Linked DNA regions of Mus musculus: region 2 is linked to region 1. The links are chromatin contacts, called in public Hi-C maps. All regions are on one chromosome and are shown on one strand. The core of a region is the stretch at or near the end of the contact, and the rest is flanking DNA. Distances in the headings are between cores, read along the strand shown. Region 1 has its middle 110 kb from the start of Gm31226. Region 2 has its middle 44 kb from the start of Npy.

Region 1 (2,808 bases), core at 110-2,609:
GAAAGGAAAGGAAAGGAAAGGAAAGGAAAGGAAAGGAAAGGAAAGGAAAGGAAAGGAAAGGAAAGGAAAGGAGGAAAGAAAGAAGAAAAGAAAAGAAAAGAAAAGAAAAGAAAAGAAAAGAAAAGAAAAGAAAAGAAAAGAAAAGAGAAGAGAAGAGAAGAGAAGAAAAGAAAAGAAAAGAGAAGAAATGAAAAGAAAAGAAAAGAAAAGAAAAGAGGAAAAGTAGAAAATCAAACAAAGTCCAAAAAGCAAAAAGGAGATACAGAAGGAATAAAGACTTTTTCATCAAACCCAGTTCTTTGACCATCGTAGGTAAATGATCACTGAACATATCTCAAGTCTCCAAAGTACACTTTAAAATCAATGATTGTATCAGGGCCTGAAGTTACTAACTGATAAAAGCTATCGATGGCCACCAGGTTCAGATTGCCATGTTATAAACCACATCTTTTCCCAATTTGCAAAAATTCAGTGAAATTTTGTTCAGATCACTACTTAATTTGTTCAGATCACTACTTAGTAACCAATTTGATAAACCCTCCAAGCATAACCTTAAACAAGCTAAAAAAAAAAAAAAAAAAAAAAAAAAACAACAGGGCGAAATGGGATTAATTAATGCAGATAAAGATTATTGTTTAAAGTTTTTAGAACATTTCATAGCAGCTCACAGGATATTACCTAGGTTTTCTCCTAAAACCAAGTGCCATTCCATATTTATCACCATAGCCAAAGCGTAGGCAGGGGTTAGAAAAGATGCAGTGGAAATAAGATTTTATGAATCACAATCAGATTGCAGCTGATGATGCAAGCGGTGACTCAGGCAAGTACCAGCATCGTGACCAAGACCGCGCCTGCACTTCTTATGTGCCGTTCATCATAGCGCTTGTGAGATGAAGTTACCAGCTGATGGCCAGAAATGGAGCCACTATCAGATAAAAATGAATCAGGATGCTCAAGTCAGAAAAGGCAAATAAATATCAAAGCATTAACCTGCACAGTACCTGGGGAGTTATGAGAGCTTGGTGGTAGCAACTGAGACATATCTCAGCATGGAGTTTTTTAACAAATAGTTTACATCCCCCAAAATACCTGTTGTAACCAAAAATATAATTCTGCAGCAATTTTCTCTAAAGTAACTAATCATGGCAACAAGCAAGAAGGAGGAAGAGAGACTGGAAAGGGAGACTGAGGATTCCTCAGGCAGGTATGCAAAAGCACCAGTCTATGACTTCAAGAAAATGCCTTCCTGGCCAGCCAGTATCTCTAAAGCCAGAAACACTCAACTGCAGAAGAGCTGGGCAAAAATCATGTGGCTCTTTTCACCCTCTACCGATGCTGTGAGCTTACTGTCCAGAATTCTTTTCTGTAGAGCAACAGAGGCCCCCAGTGTTTGTTCTTGTCTCCACCACTTGTACTCTCTAACACCAAACTACTTGGGAAAGAGATTTCTTCACCTTGTGCCCAAATCCCAAGAACTTTCATGAAGTGGAAATGTCTAGCTCTTTGGAAAGTTCAGTTTATGTCAAATAATGTTTTGCTGAGGCACACAGGTGAAAGGATGTCTTGCTAAAGCAGACACATGAAAGGCTGTTTTCCTGAAGCAGACAGGTAAAAGGATGTTTGGATATAGCAGACACATGAAAGGACTCTTGATGAAGGTGTACAAATATGACCCCACGGACAGTGGGGGATGAGCCCTGAGCTTTGGCTTGGTTTGCTGTGCCTTGCTATTCTTTGATAACGACCCACATGAATTGGTTTGCCTTACATTGTATTGTTGAGCTTAACCTGTGATAATGCTACCATTGAGAGAAACTCTCCCAAGAACTGCTCGTGAGGTTCCTGCAGCAGCTTGTTGCCTCTGCAGCCTCACCCTAGGCTGGTTGGAAAGCCTGGCAGTTTGTTCAGGTTGAACTTGAGCTGCCTGGTGCTTGCTTGCTGAAAGGATTGGACTGCAGCTGCTGGTTCATGCCTGGTGTCTGCCTACCTAGACAACTGGTCTGCAGCTGCTGAGTCATGACTCAACAGGACTGAACTGCTACCAAAGAAAATCCAGCTTGTCCCCAAAGAACTACTGCTGAATAGGTCCAATTACCCACTTTCCTAATAACTTTTTCTTCCACTACCTCTGCTGGGTGGTGGGCTAGAGGAGAGGTTGAACCCTTATTAAAAGAATGTTGCAGGGGACTAATATCCAATATATACAAAGAACTCAAGAAGATGGACTCCAGAAAAACAAATAACCCTATTAAAAATGGGGCACAGAGCTAAGCAAAGAATTCTCAACTGAGGAATACCAAATGGCTGAGAAGCACCTGAAAAAAAAATGTTCAACATCCTGATGTAATGGAAATGATTACATCAGAGAAATGGAAATCAAAACAACCCTGAGATTCCACCTCACACCAGTCAGAATGGCCAAGATCAAAAATTCAGGTACAGCAGTTGCTGGCAAGAATGTGGAGAAAGAGGAACACTCCTCCATTTCTGGTGGGACTGCAAGCTGGTACAACCACTCTGGAAATCAGTCTGGCGGTTCCTCAGAAAATTGGACATAGTACTACAGGAATATCCAGCAATACCTCTCCTGGGCATATACCCAGAAGATGTTCCAACATGTAATAAGGACACATGTTCCACTATGTTCATAGCAGACTTATTTATAATAGCCAGAAGCTGGAAAGAACCCAGATGTCCCTCAACAAAGAAATGGATACAGAAAATGTGGTACATTTACACAATGGAGTGCTACTCAGCAATTAAAAACAATGAATTTATGAAATTCCTAGGCAAATGAATGCATCTGGA
Region 2 (2,808 bases), core at 151-2,650, 260 kb before region 1:
CTTTGAAGAGTTAATGACAAATAAAGGGAGAATTTCTGCTTGGCTGTCCTCTTGGCTTTTGGGGTACTAATGGTCCCTTCCTGCCACTAGATGATAAAAATTTCCTATTGGATTTTCTGCTTTGCCCAGGGCTAGGGGGAGGGGCTTTTTCTCGACAGCAGCCACCAGATCGCTGCTTTGTTTGGGGCCAGCCATTCATTTCCTCACTGTTTTGCTTCACAAGAAACTCTATTTGATTTCAGTGTCTGCAGTTCCCCTCCCGGGCCAGTGTCTGCCGTCCATCACCCGCTGTCCTGTCCGGCCGCCTCCTCAGATACCTTGTCCTCTTTATGAAGGTTCTGGAAGAAATAAATGTCCAGTGTGCCCTTGGCCCCTCTGTGTCTCTATCAGCCCTGTTCCATTCTTTCTGGTGGTTAATTGACCCTTTCTCATTGATGGTGGTTGGGGGTGGGGGTTGCAGAAACACATATATGCTTTCCTTTAGGGAAATATATATACCCCAAATAAAAGAGAGGGACCGTGTTTTTGCAGTTTTAAGCAGCCAGCAATGATCACCAGCAACAATCTTTTCAATATTTTTTACAGTGACAGTTTGCAGCAATCATTTATTTGTCCCAGCTTTTCTGGGCCAGTCTCAATTTCAAATATTTCACCCTGTTGCTGTTGCTTCAGATAAATGTTTTCACAAACCGGAGGGGGAGGACCCCCTTTCGATGATGAATATACCCTAGTTTTTAGGCTTAAGCAATATAATCAAATTGAATATCTGAGAAGCATGTGCAGGGCTGAGCGATGAAACAGTACAGGGGCAAGCCTAGACTATTTCAAGGTGTGTGTGTGTGTGTGTGTGTGTGTGTGTGTGTGTGTGTGTGTGTGTACGCGCGCGTATGTATGTGTTGAAAGGTAGAAAGAAGAAAGTGATGAACAGGTCAATAAATAAGCACAGTTAGGCACATTGTCAAATGAAAACAAGGAAAAGTATAATAAGAATTACAACAAACGGGCCAGGCTGGAACCCTGACTCCACTGCGCATGAGTAAACTCCACCTGACGTAGTGGGAATAACCGTATTCACTTTGTAGGCTGCTTGTCAGGCAAAGAGAGCTAATGCTTATGAAGTCCCTAGCATGGGGTCTAACATAGAGAACTGCTTTTTTTTCCTCCTTAAAACATATGCTTAGCAGTATTTTTAGATTGAAAAAAAAAAGAAAAGAAAAGAAAAAAACACGTATTACAGTCAAAATAAGACTCACTGTAGGAACCGGGAAGAGGCAGCTGGGGGAGGCACAGGGGCAGCCTCTACTGCACCCAAGACAGAGAGGAGTCGGGGAATACTTCTTACACTGGGTCCAGTGTCTGTCCAGAGCACAAACCCAGTAAGTAGCCCAGGGGTAGATGAAGTAGGCACCAGATGGCCCCAGGGCTTCGCCTGCATGTCCTTGTTAGTGACACCATGCCATCTGTGTTCTCCTGAGAATAAATCCTTAGAGAAACTCCTCCAGGCCACATATTCTCCCTGACCTCATAGTCAGGGCTAAGGTAGGAAAGGCTGCCTTCAGAAAAGCATGTTTCTTCCTCTTTATCTGAAGGTCCCACAGCGTGAGCAGGGAGCAACTTGCTACCCGCAAGCAGCCACCGCCGCTGGGCACATCTGTTTCCATATTCGCTTTGCCTGTACCAGGCGGCCTGACAGCAGAGGTTGGCAACTGCTCTGCAGTGTGGCTTCCGGAAAAGGATCTGGGCCGCTGAGAGCAGGAGCCAAGTGTCCAGCAGCTCTCAAACCCGGCGGCGGCAGCCTCCTCCTGCAACCTTGTGAAAAATATAGACTTCTGAACCCTCCCCCCGAGATTCTGACTCGGTAGTTATTTCAATAACCTAAGAGGTTGTGCTCCCAGTGTACCTGTTATTTGTTAGCTGCTGTGTGTCAAGTTTATCCTCAGTGCCTCCCATCCCTGACCCTTTCGGGTTCACCTTCAGTGAGGCAACAGTCATTCATAGGGTCTAAACCCCAGATTCTTAAAATGTGGGTCATGTTCTCTGGTGGTATTGTGTAACCAAATGTGTGTGTGTGTGGGGGGAGGGGGGGAGTGTCCCCTCCACCAAAAGACAATTCCTGAACATGCAATAACTAAAATGAATTTAAAATCAAATGTTTAATGGACTCAAGGGCTGACTAGCAGTGTTCCCTTGTGTTATATCACCTGACTTCATGAAAGCCTTGGTTTTGAAAACACAGCACGAGCACCTTACACTGAGCCACGCCACGGAGACATAAAATGCCACTGAACACGGCCTGAAGCATCGCAGTGCAGACTCTAGATGGCTGTGTATTACAGACGGTAGTGTTTTTACTTTATATTCAGCTTTCTACTCATATAGAAAATAAAGACTCTCCTCACTTCTTTATTGTTATTCCTCAGCATGTATTAAATATATTTAATTTTAGATTGCATTATGCTATGCTAGCATGTTTGGCTTGGGGTTAGGAAAGTATTCCTGACTGTTTCTGAAGTGGCCATAACAGCACTCTGCCATTTTGTACTGTGTATTTATGCAAAGTTGTATTGTAAGCACTGGCAGCTGTAAAACCAAAATATCAATCAACTCTGAAAAATATTGAAGACGCACCCTGCCCTGAAATATCAAATACTCAGCCAAGGCTTAATCATTTATGAAAAAAGAAACATCTCTCAATAGTATACAAGTTTCCTTTCAGCTTTAATTAATGGTGAAGTTGTAATATGTAGCCAATACCTTTCTCTTTGGCTTATTATCACCGATGAATGATCTATATGCTTATTTTATGTA

Evidence for each region. A called contact is a pair of places that touch in the nucleus more often than the background predicts.
Region 2: a Hi-C map of the N1E-115 cell line shows a contact between it and region 1, with 17 times the contacts expected there. The contact joins two enhancer-like sites. A contact is called at or near these places in 4 of 484 Hi-C or Micro-C datasets (the N1E-115 cell line, Th2 cells, bone marrow-derived dendritic cells and 1 more).

Annotation. Positions count from the first base shown.
Region 1 is chr6:49,521,917-49,524,724 of GRCm38.p6, reverse strand. No RefSeq gene overlaps it. Among named protein-coding and RNA genes, the nearest start is that of Gm31226, 110 kb to the left of the region's middle. Within about 2 kb of position 1,359, at least 11 of the 459 cell types and tissues checked have an H3K27ac peak or open chromatin away from gene starts, as enhancers often do. A contact at or near this core is called in the N1E-115 cell line, where this site is marked.
Region 2 is chr6:49,777,168-49,779,975 of GRCm38.p6, reverse strand. No RefSeq gene overlaps it. Among named protein-coding and RNA genes, the nearest start is that of Npy, 44 kb to the left of the region's middle. Within about 2 kb of position 1,400, at least 19 of the 459 cell types and tissues checked have an H3K27ac peak or open chromatin away from gene starts, as enhancers often do. A contact at or near this core is called in the N1E-115 cell line, where this site is marked.